2 separate regions of the Mus musculus genome follow, and region 2 is linked to region 1. The links are chromatin contacts, called in public HiChIP or PLAC-seq maps. All regions are on one chromosome and are shown on one strand. The core of a region is the stretch at or near the end of the contact, and the rest is flanking DNA. Distances in the headings are between cores, read along the strand shown.

What was found. HiChIP or PLAC-seq counts read pairs in DNA pulled down with a chosen protein or histone mark.
Region 2: an H3K27ac HiChIP or PLAC-seq map of extraembryonic endoderm stem cells shows a contact between it and region 1, with 2.7 times the contacts expected there. The contact joins the enhancer-like site here to the promoter of Lpar3 in region 1. A contact is called at or near these places in 3 of 39 promoter capture datasets (the 3T3-L1 cell line, stem cell-derived epiblast-like cells and trophoblast stem cells), 1 of 15 datasets of contacts at CTCF or cohesin (the NIH/3T3 cell line), 6 of 484 Hi-C or Micro-C datasets (the HL-1 cell line, Sertoli cells, extraembryonic endoderm stem cells and 3 more), 7 of 115 datasets of contacts at active chromatin or transcription factors (bone marrow-derived dendritic cells, embryonic stem cells, extraembryonic endoderm stem cells and 3 more) and 4 of 9 other capture datasets (adipose tissue, embryonic stem cells, liver and 1 more).

The regions. Positions count from the first base shown.
Region 1 is chr3:146,217,832-146,224,034 of GRCm38.p6, reverse strand. It overlaps Lpar3 (lysophosphatidic acid receptor 3), which reads right to left and starts at 3,074. Exons shown (of 3, transcript NM_022983.4): 1 at 2,888-3,074.
Region 2 is chr3:146,175,095-146,181,900 of GRCm38.p6, reverse strand. It overlaps Mcoln2 (mucolipin 2), which reads right to left. Exons shown (of 14, transcript NM_026656.5): 5 at 6,360-6,444; 6 at 6,148-6,244; 7 at 5,291-5,390; 8 at 1,630-1,742; 9 at 46-195. Among named protein-coding and RNA genes, the nearest start is that of Mcoln2, 29 kb to the right of the region's middle. Within about 2 kb of position 2,225, at least 72 of the 459 cell types and tissues checked have an H3K27ac peak or open chromatin away from gene starts, as enhancers often do. A contact at or near this core is called in the HL-1 cell line, extraembryonic endoderm stem cells, pancreatic cancer cells and 1 more, where this site is marked.

The DNA of each region.
Region 1 (6,203 bases), core at 1,825-4,324:
TTCCATAAAAACCCAGAGCTCTCCTATTCCAGACACCTCTGGCCCATCTCGTACAAAGCACATGCTGTAGACCAGAGGTTCTCAGCCTTCCTAGTGCTGCAACCCTTTAATAGAGTTCCTCACATTGGGGCGACCCCCCAATCATAAAGTTATTTTCATTGCTACCTTATAACTGTGATCTTGCTACTGTTATAAATTGCAATGTAAATATCTGATATGCAGATGGTCTCAGGTGACCCCTGTAAAAGGCTCGTTCAACCATCCAACAGGATTGTGACACACAGCTTGAGAACTGCATTGTTAGGTGGCTATGGAGATAATCCCCCATCTTCACTACCTCCTCTCACCCAAGAGAAGTAAGGATGATACATCATCAGGACGGAGAAGGCTTGGTGCTTATAGAGAGCACTAGCCAGATAGGAGCAGGCCTGTTGTAGGTTAGAGATGAAATGTCTCCCATAAGTACTGGGGCTGTGGGGGACAAGGCTTCACTGGAGGAAGTGGGTTTCTGAGGGAGGACCCTTGAGGTTTATCGTCGTGTTTCTTGCCCCTTCTCTGTGTCCCGATTCCCCAGTGTGAGCAAGCAGATCTGTTCCTGATCCTATCACCATACTGGGCTATGATCTCAAATCGTAAGACAACATAAATCTCCCTGCATAACTTCCTGTCTAGCCTGTGGTCCCAGCAGTGAAGAAAAAGGGAAATAATCCAAGGTTCTTGTCCAGGAAGGCAGGCAAGCATGAGGAAAGTGTGTATGCTTAAGTCACCTGTGGATTGGACTCTCTGCAGACTCTAACTCGAACAATGGACAAGCATGGCTGGGTTCATGTGAATGTCAGCTCCTTAATGTTTAGAAGGGGGAAAGGGCACCCGCCATTTTGGTACTCTCTGTATGTGAAGGACCCTCGGGTCTTCTCTTTTAATCTTGGGAGTTGAGTGTAATCTTCAGTTTTACAGATGAGCAAATTAAGGCTTAGGGAAGTAAAACAACGAGCCTTGGAGCACAAAGCCAGGCTGGCTGGAAAGCCTTGGTCTCCCCCGTATGCCACATTAGTAACGGCGTGAGCCTCATCTGAGCCATTTAGAAGCTTAACCCCTTTGCTGGGCATCATCACAAGCCAGGAAGCATCTGAACGAATGTAGATGCCGAGCCGAGTGGCTAACGCGTCATCTGCGTTATATCAAGTCACACGCAAGTTCTAACGATGATTTTACCCCTTGTCCCGGCCCAGAGGACGACTTAGGTATGATGGATGCTGATCCATAGGAGGAAGATGGAGAGCTTAGGGAAGCAGCCAGCCACCCTTAGGCATGAGTGTTGGACTTTCAGAGACAGACAGACAGACAGACAGACAGACAGACAGAAATTAACACTGCGACATCCCCAGTTCAGATGAAGTTACCTGAAAAAAAATCATCTCATATTTAATGTTCTCATGAATGAGAATCATGTAAATAAGCTTTTATTGAACATCTTAAAGAACAGCCAGACCGAATTAGAACTGGTCTGATACAAAGACTTGCACTTGCTGAATGCATTCAGCAAGATATAGAAGAGTGGTATCTGTCTCTAAATCAAAGAGAAGAATCAAGGTTTTGAATAATGCTAAAGAATAAAAAGTATAATAGGAAAAGACCTCCTAAGCGGTCTATTTCACTAGCTGTGTGGTCGTGACAAGCGGTGTAAGTTTTGTCCCATGGTTAGATGTCCGGGGTCACAGGTTCTCAAGGTATAGATCCCACCTAACAGGCAGTATTTGTTGGTTAGAGGTTTTTAGAATGGCTCAGTTTGCTTAAACAAACAGTATCGAGGCTGTTCTGATGGAGTTCCTTCTGGTGGGAGCAAGAAGGGAAATTCTAATCACTTGTCCACTGGATTCAAATCTTTGGACCCAAACCTCACTAGCAGCAGGATAAGCAAATATCGGTAGACAGCAAACCCAAGAACTCTCTTTAGCAATTCAATCGAGGGGCATTAAGTGAAGGCTGGGCATGCACTCAACTTTCACACACTTGCAAAAAGGAGTCTGTCTAGGTCTAACATTCACTTTGTCCTCAGACTTACAAATTACAAGAAGGAGCCCTGAAGAGCCTAATGTGACATTCCAAGACCAAGAGTTGGGCAGGAGAAAAGTGTGCAATGGCAGGGGCAAATTATGAAACATTTAGGGAAAATCATCCCATTTACAAATTAACCTCTAAGTGCTTTGGAGGGCCCTGCCCATGATCCCATTAATAAAACTAAATTGTTTCCAAGATTCAGCCAGTCCTTAAATCACAAGCCTGAGAAAATTCTAAGCAGCTTCTGATAGCTGCAACTTGCACAGAGAAGGCAATGAAGAAACTGCTACAAAACAAAGCACTATTGTGGCCCGTGATGTGGGAGATGGGAGACCTTTGGCTCATCCCGCACAACCCTGATAGCGTTCAGAGCTGGTCATGGTAACTATTTCCCAAATCTTGAGACGCACGCACTCGCCTCGAGATTTTACCAACAGACAGACCACCACACCGGTGAAACTAACTGCAAGGTGGGAAATGTCACCTCCCAGGGATCCCGGGGAGAACCCGTTTCCCATCACCATATAACTTCCCAGAGTTTGGAAAGAAGCGCCCCTGCAAAGCGCGTCGCGATGGAGCCTGGCACCCCTGCTCCCGGCCCGTCAGTCCCCAGCCGAAGCCGAAGCAGCCCGGCTTTTGCATCTGCATTGCTTTTTGCTCTAGGGAAAACACGAAGTGGGAAAGCGCAGGGTACGCCACACACCGCGAGGAAAGTTCCGCCCCAGGAGTTTGGAGAAATGGATTAGAAACCAAAGAATCCCCCCAAAAAGCCCCGGCCCGCAGAGGCTCCGGGAACCTCCCATCCCGCGCTGCGCACCGCACTCACCGCTGTCGCTCGCCCGCGCCGCCGAGCCCGGGAGCCGAGCGTCCCGCCGCTGTCGCATGCCCTCGGGGGAGCGCGACGGGGCGAGCAGGCTCCGGCCAGCCAGCAGCGGAAGACGCGGAGCAGGCAGAGCCAAGCGCCTGCTCTCCAGCGTCCGCGGCGACGCGCCGGGAGTCCCGGGCAACTTTGCTAGGACGAGGGGGTGGAGAGGTGGAGGGCGGCCCGGTCCCGCCCGCCAGCCCGCCCGGCCTGTGCCTCTGCAAGTTCCCACGGGAGCGCGCCCCCCGCCGGCCAGGCTCGGATCGGCACGGCAGAAGGCCAGCGGTCCATGGAGGCGCTCTGCCTTGGTTGGGGACCTGGTGCCTATGGGGCAGCCAGCTCTGAGAGACTACCTAAGGTCCCCTAAGGGGACAGTAGCATCTAGAGGCCCTACACAGGGAGCCATACCTCAGAAAGATGCCCAGACTGAAACTCATTCCTCTGACTCTCTCTATGATGGAAGATACCTATTTGAGGTGTCTGCTGGGAAGCATATCCCTACCCCCACACTACTTACGGGAGGCAGGCTCTCAGCCAGGACCAAACCTGATACCCTAAAGCCTGAACCCCAAAGCTGCTCTAGAGTTCAAGCAACCCCAGAGGCCAAGAACAGGTCACCTTTGTGTTACAAGAGGGAACAAAGCCTGCTTAAGTTTCTCGTGGGAGTCATTTTGGCCTCCCGCAGTCAACAGTCCTGAAGGTGCTGTTTCAAAACTGACCCACCTTTGCTTAAGGCCGGGGAAAGGAAAGCAAGAGTAAAAGGCTTCTCTGCCCTAAAAACCAAATTCTGGGTCCCTGCATGCTAGAAGGTAAGCTGAGGACAAGATCCTGTGAAGTGAAGTCATTCTTAGGCAGCCCGGGGCACTTGGGAAACGTCTAGAGTGTGGGTTCGGACGTACTTCACCATCCGTTCAATCATGTGCATTCAATGGGACCCATCTCTGTACCACCGATGGCTTAGTTGGTCAAGTGCATAAGCTCAGATTGAATTTGATCCTCAGTCGAGTCATCTTGCCTCACCCACCCACAAGCCCTGTGCTGGAAAGGTGGAAACAGGACGATCCTTGGGTTTTGCTGGTCAGCCTGTCTAGCCCACGGATGAGCTCCAAGCTCTGCTAGAAACCAGGTGTTAAGAAATTGAGGAAGACACCGGAAGTTAACTTCTGGGTTCCGCGCGCGCGCGCGCGCACACACACACACACACACACACAAGCACACACACATGCACGCAGACTCTTAAGATGAAATTTAAGGATTATCTTCTTTCAACCCTTGTTGGGTCAGGGGTGTCCCACTTCTTTTCCAGATATTTTTATAAGTAAAACCAAATTAAAATTAGTACCACTTAGTAAAAACAAATGAAAACCAGTACTTCAAACGGCAAGCTCGAAGATGACTACTGGCTGGAGAGTCACTCAGAACCTTTTAAACAAACACTCACCAAACAGCCTCCTTGTGCTCTTATATTTCTGGGAAAGCAAGGAGTCACAGCCTTGTTTCGCAAAGGTAGAGGGGGTTTCAGACTGCAGCCTTGAAGGAGCTGTGCCCCTGCTGCACCCCACGTGTCTTGGTGTTGTAATGTGAGTGCTACAAGAAGTTAAAAAGTAAACAAACGAACAAATAAACAAGAATAAAGGAGTCGCAAGCCAGGATCCAAGGATGAGTTTCATGCCTGGTTTGTGGAAAGAGAGAGGCCCGTGCTCCTCTCTCCACTCTTGGACCTGCAACCATACAGACAAGAATTCACACGCCCTTCCCTTTGGGAACAATCTTAACTGAGGTTATGTTGAAATTCGCCGCCCTGGACTAATTAGCAATGAGGCTGCCTCCAGAAGCTAGCAGATGTGTGAAAAAATGGGAGTGCATCAAGGGAGAGATGTAAGTGGTACCGTCCACGTGGCGGGAGGGGGGCATGAAGCCTGCACCTGAGAGAGGAAATCTTGGCAAGGATAGCAAATGGGAGGGAGAAGGGATCTGGTTTCTTTAAGACTGTAGTAGTCCCTGGGCATCAATCATGCCCATTACAAGGCCACAAGCCCGAGAACGTGTGGGGAGCACAAACGGGACTTGGGTGATGTAAAAAGAACAAAAATGAAGACACGAAGTTGGATGGGTAGGGAGAAGAGCGTGGATCTGGGAGGGGTTAGGGAGAGGAGTAACTATGATCACAACATATCATACAAAGATCTCAAGGAAGTAACTTCTCTAGAGAGAATAGTCTACTCACAGATCCTGTTGAATACAAAGATACTTAGGAGAGTTCATCACCTAAAAGCAACATTAGTAAGATAATCCTGATGTTAATCCACGTCACTGATGGGGCGGGGCTTAGATCTTTGCCACTGTAAGGTTCACAAGCACAAGGAATGAACTTAGCAGGGAGCAAAGCTCGCTGTCTTCCAGAGGACCATTGTTTGCTTCCCAGGACTTCTGTGCAATGGCTGACAGTCACCTGTGACTCCAACTCCAGATCCAGTTCCTTCTTCGTGTCTACTTGGGCACCGGTGTGCAAGTAACATCAATAAATACAGACACATGTACATAAATACAAATAAACACAAATCTTAAAAAGTTATCGAAACAGCCATGAAGTAGGAAAATATTAATATATATTTGCTTTTTAAGTTTAGGGAGAACTTAACCAAAAAGGTAAAACATCACAAGAAATAGCCATTGATTTTACTATATGCTAAAAGTTCTATCTGCGTGTAACAAAAATAATATTTTAAAATAACAATCCACTAACGAGTAGGAGAGAAAACTGTCGACAGCTGATGGTGGCTGAAAGATCAGTGCCTTCCTGTGGTGTCTGTTGAAAGGCACAGAGGAACTCCTGAAAGCTTTTTGTTTACTGATGTGTGTGTATTTCACATGCACACATTTGTGTGTATGTGTGTGCATGTGTGTGCATGTGTATGTGTGTGCATGTGTATGTGTGTGTATATGTGTATGCATGTGTGTATGTGTGTGTGTGCATGTGTGTACATATGTGTGTATGCATGTGTCTGTATGCATGTTTGTGTGTGTGTGTGTGTGTGTGTGTGTGTGTGTGTGTGTGCCAGCCAGGTGTTAGTGTGTGCTCTTGGAGATCAGAAGACATCCGATTCCTTGGAGTTGGAATTACAAACATTGGAGATCCTGTTCTGGGACCTGAACTTGGGTCCTCTGGAAGAGCTCTTAAGTTGAGCCATCTCACCAGCCTCAAGAAATTCTAATAGTTAAATTTTTAATATAAAAACAGAAAATTAGCCAAGTAAACCAACAATTAATGTTCTCATGA
Region 2 (6,806 bases), core at 976-3,475, 41 kb after region 1:
ACCTGAGGTCATCCGGGACAATATAAGGTTCTAGATGTCACTGACCTTGGCTTTGATTTCCATCTTCAATATGGATCCAATTATTGTCATGAGGTCGCTGATAGTGACCAGGACGTACCATCCGTTGACGAATTCCCACTGGTCAGCGCCACACACGCGCTGTTTGTACTTCTCCAGGAAGAAGTTTAGAAATCTCTACGGCAAACATGTAAAAAAGACGTCTTACAAGTCACACTGACCTCCGGAGGCAGAAGACAAGAGCAAACAATTCCGAGCTGGCAGATCCACCTCACAGGGAGACGCGGTGCCACAGCCGAGTGGAGTTGTCTACTCCCGTGTAAGCAAGCATTTGAACATCTGCTAGATTAACCCAAACCCTGAGCACCTATGCTGTCCTTCCAAGAACACTAACACAGACTGTGTTCCAAATACTGCAAACTATGCCCTCATTTAAGCTGATTGATGGCAACCCCTTGAACTAGGATCCTCTTGTGGTCCAGATGAGGGTACTGTGTCCCCAATGCTGTCCCTGAACTTGGCAGAGAGGGACTTCAACCTTGGATACAGAATATCCAGAGGCCTGGAAGGCAGATATGAAGTAGATGTTTACAAAGTGAAAGCCAAGGGTCTGGAGAGATGTCTGCTTGAGAACACTGGCTGTTCTTCCAGAGGACCTGGGGTCAGCTCACAACTGTCTGTAGCTCCAGTTTCAGGAGATCTGCTGCCCTCTCCTGGCCTCTGGGGGCACCGCATGTACATGGTGTGCAGACACGCATGCATGCAAAACACTCAGACACACAAAATTAAAATATATAAATCTCAAAAAAAATAATAATTTAAAGTCAAAGTGGAAGTCGAGATCAAAGGAAATAGAACATGAGCCATTTCCTGCTCTGAAGTATTTCAGTGTCTTCCTGTTTCCCCTGACCCCAGTGGGACCCTAGATTCCCACCTCACGCCAGAATAACACACACAGTAAGCTGAAGTCAGTACACACTCCTGAGAAAACATACTTAAACAGCCAAAAAAAAAAAAAATTACAATGAAACTATTCAAGAAATCAAATCTAATTATTTGTGTTTCATTATAACCCATTTGCCTCCTCCTCAAAGTGAATTCTGACTTGAAGACAGAAAATGATGCAACCCACGCATGCTCTTAGGGTCATCCCTGAAATAAAATCTTCATTCTGGAAACCTCTAAACGCTTGAGAGATCACCACAAATACCTGTAGTTGTTAGCTCAACTTTAAGCCCAGGGAGTGGCACTATTAGAGGGTATAGCCCTGATGGAGTAGGTGTGTCCAGGTTGGAGTAGGTGTGTCCAGGTTGGAGTAGGTGTGGCCATGTTGGAGTGGGTGTGGCCATGTTGGAGTGGGCGTGGCCATGTTGGAATAGGTGTGGCCCTGTTGGATTAGGTGTGGCCCTGTGAGTGTGGGCTTTAAGACCCTAGGATAAGGATCCTAGCTGCCTGGAAGTCAGTATTCTGCTAGCAGCCTTAAGATGAAGATGTAGAACACTTGGCTCCTCCTGTACCATGCCTGCCTGGATGCTGCCATTTTATTCCCTTGATTTAGACAAATGCAGGCTGTTGGCTGAGTGGAGGGAGACAGGGGAGTTTCTCTCTTACCTTCCTCAGCCTCAGAGCAAGAACAATGGATCTCGTGCACAGGATAAGGGATGCCAGGCAGATCATAATGACGAACACATCAAACACCAGGAGGTAGTGAGTGCTTCTCTGAGCTGCAGAGCAAGGCAGAGTACAAATGGGAAGTACGCCTCGCACACATTGTGGAGAGTAGTCTTTTCAGCAAATGGTAGTCTGAAGGGAAATTCAAGGGAAAGACCCCTTTCTCTTGTTAAAGCGGCAACCATCAGAAGCAACAGCATACCGCACTCCACAGACAAGCCAACACACCCTGGAGGGAAGGGCCGTGCACTTACAAACGTAGGCGGTGTTAATCAACGCACTTAAGCTCTTTATAAATATTTACTGCAGAACAGAATCCAACAGAATGCAATCCCGTTGGGCTCCATTCAGAAGAGGCCACCATGGCCTGCGTTGCTTCACACAGCAACACAGACAATGAGTTCCCCTTATCAATTAAGAGAGCAAAGTTAAATGCCACACTGAGAGGTCCCACTTGTGCTCCTCTGTTTCAAGGTACACCGTCCTGCCAGAAGCCAGTCTGAGATGCCTTTCCTGTGTGTCAACACCAAGAAAGGAACTCAGGGACTGAGGAGTGAGTGAGTGAGTGAGCGAGCGAGCGAATGAGTGTTTGGAACGTACAGTGCGGGGGTGGGGGTTGCGGGGGGGACGGGACAAGAGAGGCTGATCTGTAAGTGTAGCTGCTCTTAGACTACATGGCCCCACATTGTGGCTGCTGCTCTCCCCGGCCTCACTATGACTGGATCGGTCTCCCTTGTCTCTGTTCCTGCCTAGGGGACCATCCACAAGCCACACACACTTGCATTTGGCCAGAGCCGTACTTCACACACACCTGCTCACATGATTTGTTTTAGGGGTCAAGTTTCAGATTTTTCTTTTTATTGATTAATTCTGCTGCTTGACAGCTTGATATGTTTATATAACGTACTCTAACCTCATGCCCTGTCCTCTCATCTCTCTCTCTCTTTCTTATCAATACCTAGTCCCCCCCCCACTCAGATTCGTGATCTGGTTTGTGACCCATCTGTGTGACCGTTGGCCAGAACATTGTGTCGGAGCCCGGAGGGTTGGAGCCTGGTGGGGTCACGAACGGGAAGCCACCAGAACGCAGTGGTTTCTGCCTCACTGAATCTGTGTTGCGTACAGCTCCTCAGTGTGCCGTAGGTCCCCTGAGCCCCTCCTCCACTCTTGTCTGACTGTCGACCCGCCTGGTCTTATGCATTCCCAGGGAAGGCCTTTGACTCGAAACTGCTGAGTCTGAGGACGAAATGTGTTTGAAATGGCTGTGGCTTGCCTAGAAGACATCATCTCACAGCCTCCCTCTTTTCCCCTCCACCACCTTCTCCCCCGACTCCTCCTCTCTCTGCTTCTTGGTTGTAGGTTAAGGTGTGAGCCCTCAGCTTAGGTCTCCATGTCTATGGTCTGCTGCCACGTCTACCTGTCATGATGGACTTTCATCCTGTAAGCCCCAATAAATTCTTCCTTCTCTAGGTCACCTTGGTCATGGTGTTTTATCTCAGCAACAACAAAAAAGTAACGAACACAGCAACCTATGCTGAATGTGAAGTAGTGGGAATTCTCCTGCCTCAGCTTCCCAAGTGTTGGGAACATCCAGCAGCCATAGATTGCTTACCCCACTGAAGCCATATTGCATTTCAGAAAGCTCTTCCAAATCTGAGTTTGGAAAACACTGGTTCAGAAATATGTCCTGCCACTCTGAGTAATGGCACACCCCACTCACTCCACCCTCCCAGATACCTGATGTGCACAGACGCTCTCCCACCATCTGCCTAAGGAACTCTGACTCGGGCTATCCAAGCTTACTAACTGTCAGCTCTGCAATAAATATATACCATTACATCTCCATCAGAGGGAGCCCTGCCCACCCCATTCTTCTAAAGCCTCGTGTGGCTGGCTATAAACTATAGTATATAAAATATAAGTTCTGGAGAGCAGAAGCGCACTCAGAGAAGGCTCCTTGGGAAGCAGATGTCTGTGAACGTGGACATTACCGGTTTTTGCTTTGAGGAGATGTGGATAATTGTAGATAACGCCAAGAGGAAGCAAGCAGCAGCTGGGAAGCTGGGTGAGAAGAGAGCATCAGAATACTTGGACAACAGCGGCCAGTGCCCACCAGGTGGCGCCTCTGGCCTCTCTTAGGCAGAGCTTCTCAGTCCACGGCTTCAAATGGAAGAGGCAGCACAACCCATCTTCTAAACTGGTTTCTAAACCTCATATTTTTAATGATTTTTAAAACCCCTTGATTTATTTTAAATTCATGTCTTCCTAGTGATAAGGTCGAGTTTCTAAGACATGGCCGTAAGAATCACATTTTAGGTCTGCTTCTCTCTGTTGGCCACAGGGGGGAGCAAGAGCTCTTCCGTTCTGGCATGCGTGGTGAGAGGATCATTGGGGAGCCATGAGGCACACGTCCAGTCTCACAGTGACTATTGCAAATCACAGTTTATATATGGCAAAGGTTACGTTCCCCCACACCACCAAGACATAGCTTCAGCCTTTACTTGGACCTGAGGACTGCCTTGATGGTGCTGGTCTTTGAGTATCTGCTGCGAAATAGAAAATCCATTTTATCAGGAACCCAATCTGTGTGCTTCCTTTAGAGGAATGACTGAAACCAAAGCTAGAAAAAAAAAGAGAAAACTTCGAAATCATCAGCCGTTGTACAGCTGAAAAGGAATGAGTCACCTGTTGGAATAAAAAACCACGTGACTCATATTTGTCTTTCTGGTCATCTGGCCCAAGTGAGTTCGTGTAAACGGAGCTTGCCAGTTCACCACACTCAGAGACATCGCCCTGACCACTAATAATCAAAGCAGGATGCACATATCTTACACTCCTCTTTTGAGACAGGAACACCCTCCCCCACAAAGTGGTTTAGGCTGGTCTTGAAGTCAAAATCTCCCAGTTTCTTCCTGCATAGCTGAGATTACAGTACATGATGTCATCGCTAGCTCAACAAGGCTATTTAAGCATGTGGACCATCGGGTGACGGAGGAGATGTCCCCGTGTTTATTCAAGATGCACCCTGAGGTCTCCACTCTTCTCCTTTGTCCAAGGCTTGGATCAGAACATACCTCCTCCGAGAATTCAGGATTCCCACTGAGCTCGGTCAAAATGATCATTTCCCTTCCTACTCAGACCTTCCATACTTCCCTGGCTATGGCTACCCATAGCACCCCAAGGATCTGGTCACATAGATGTCCCTCCCTAAGGCCTCTCCTCGCTGATGAGTTGCGGAGCAACTCTGATGACTTCTGCTCCCAGCATTCGGCACCAACCCCCTCAATAAGTACAGCCATTGCTCTTGCTTTGTAGAGAAAACTGCTAAGACAGAGAGGCCAAGCAATAGGTCCAAGCCTCCAGCCGTGGCTCACAGAACCAGAATGCAAACCCAGGCCATCTTGCTGCAAAGGCGAACTGCGTAAACCACTGACTCAAGAAACAATAAACACTTGCTGACTTGGACCACTCGCTCAGGACTAGCGTTTGAACTGTTTTTCTGAAACGTTTTCCCCACCACCTTCCATACGAATCACGTGGGTTCCCTAAGCCCCCCAAACCTCCTCTAACCCACAGACAACAGGCTGAACGGTACACTTACTAGACCCAGATATGTTCATGTTTTTACACTCTTCGATGTTGGCCTCGCTGTTGAGATAGATTTTGATTTTCCCACTGTGGGCTGTGTTGTCGAAGGTAATCTAGAGACAGAAACAAAGAGGTTATAGTCCAACGAGGCGGGGTGGGGTGGGGGTTGTCAGGTCAACTACTTACAAAAGTCATCAGTACCCAGATAGAACTCTGATACAGAGATCACAGGGATGAAAATGCCTCTGCACGTGGGTTCTGGTCCAGCTGCTGTTACTGTGGTAAAACTCTGGTCAACTCCAGCAGGAACTGGAGAACACGCCCCAGAGGAAGTCCTGCTTACTGGCTTGCTGACAGCTTTCATTCAGCCTGCTTCTTGGTCCAGCCCAGGACCCATTGTCCAAGGATAGAAGAGCCTCTCCTGCATCAATCAGTAGCCAAGAAGATGCCCCACTGAGATGTTCACTGGCCAGTCTGATCTGGGTAGTCCTTCAGTGGACACACCCTCAGGACACCATGGGCTATGTCAGGCTGACAGCCGAAGCTAACTGGGAGAATTTAGTTATATATTTTTTAATGATTAAAAAACTATAGCATAAAGGATGAAAGTTTTCTGTGGGTGCTGGGGATTTGAACTCATATCCCCATGTTTTATGTATCAAGCCACCTTCCCAGCCCAAGAATAGGGTTTTAGAGAGTTGGAAAGGGTTGGATCCATCTTCACAGGGAACAGTCTCTAGATGGGTACCACACCATCACTGAAGCAGTTTCCAGTACAACAGTATCTAACATCTGTAGCTGAAGGGCTTACCCTCCACTACAAAGTTGCAGGGAGTGAAACAGAGGCTGACATCACACAAAAACACTTGCCGTATTCTGAAAGAGGTAACAGTCCGGTATCTCTCGGGAATGAACTGCCTGTAGGTCAATTCCTTTGAGGGCAAAGGAGATATCAACTTGCACGAGCCTAAATAAAATACAGTAAAAGGTACAACTGTCAGCGTCACTATCCTAGTGTCCGTGCCCCCGCCCACCGCCCCAGGCCTCCTCTCCTGGGTATTGAGACTTGACATTGTGTTTACCGATAAAAATCCAGCCTGAAGAAAGATGTCTGTGCCCAGTCCTCGGGTTCCGTGGTGAGCACCTGAAGGTCCAGGTGAATGCAGTCTAGAGCAACGGACAGACAGACAGGGAATGGTCACTCCTGGCCAGAGTCTGATGCTGAAATGAGTCCAGCAGCCATGTGATGAGAAGCAGGACCCTAGGAACGCCTCAAAACGGCTGTCAGAAAATATCAACTAATTACCACATGGAGCACGGTCACCCTTCAGTAGAGAAGCCGGCAGGTGCCGCTTTCACCCAGGGACCACGTTAACATTGTCAGTCTCGAACAGAAGCAGGCTTCAGATGCCTCCTGCTACGATGCTCTGGGATACAATGTTTCTTCCCCAGCTGCAGTTGTGATTAAACAAAAATGCCCGGCAGAGGAAGTTCTTCTCCTCTATATTGTAGCGTTCAGGAGAGAACAG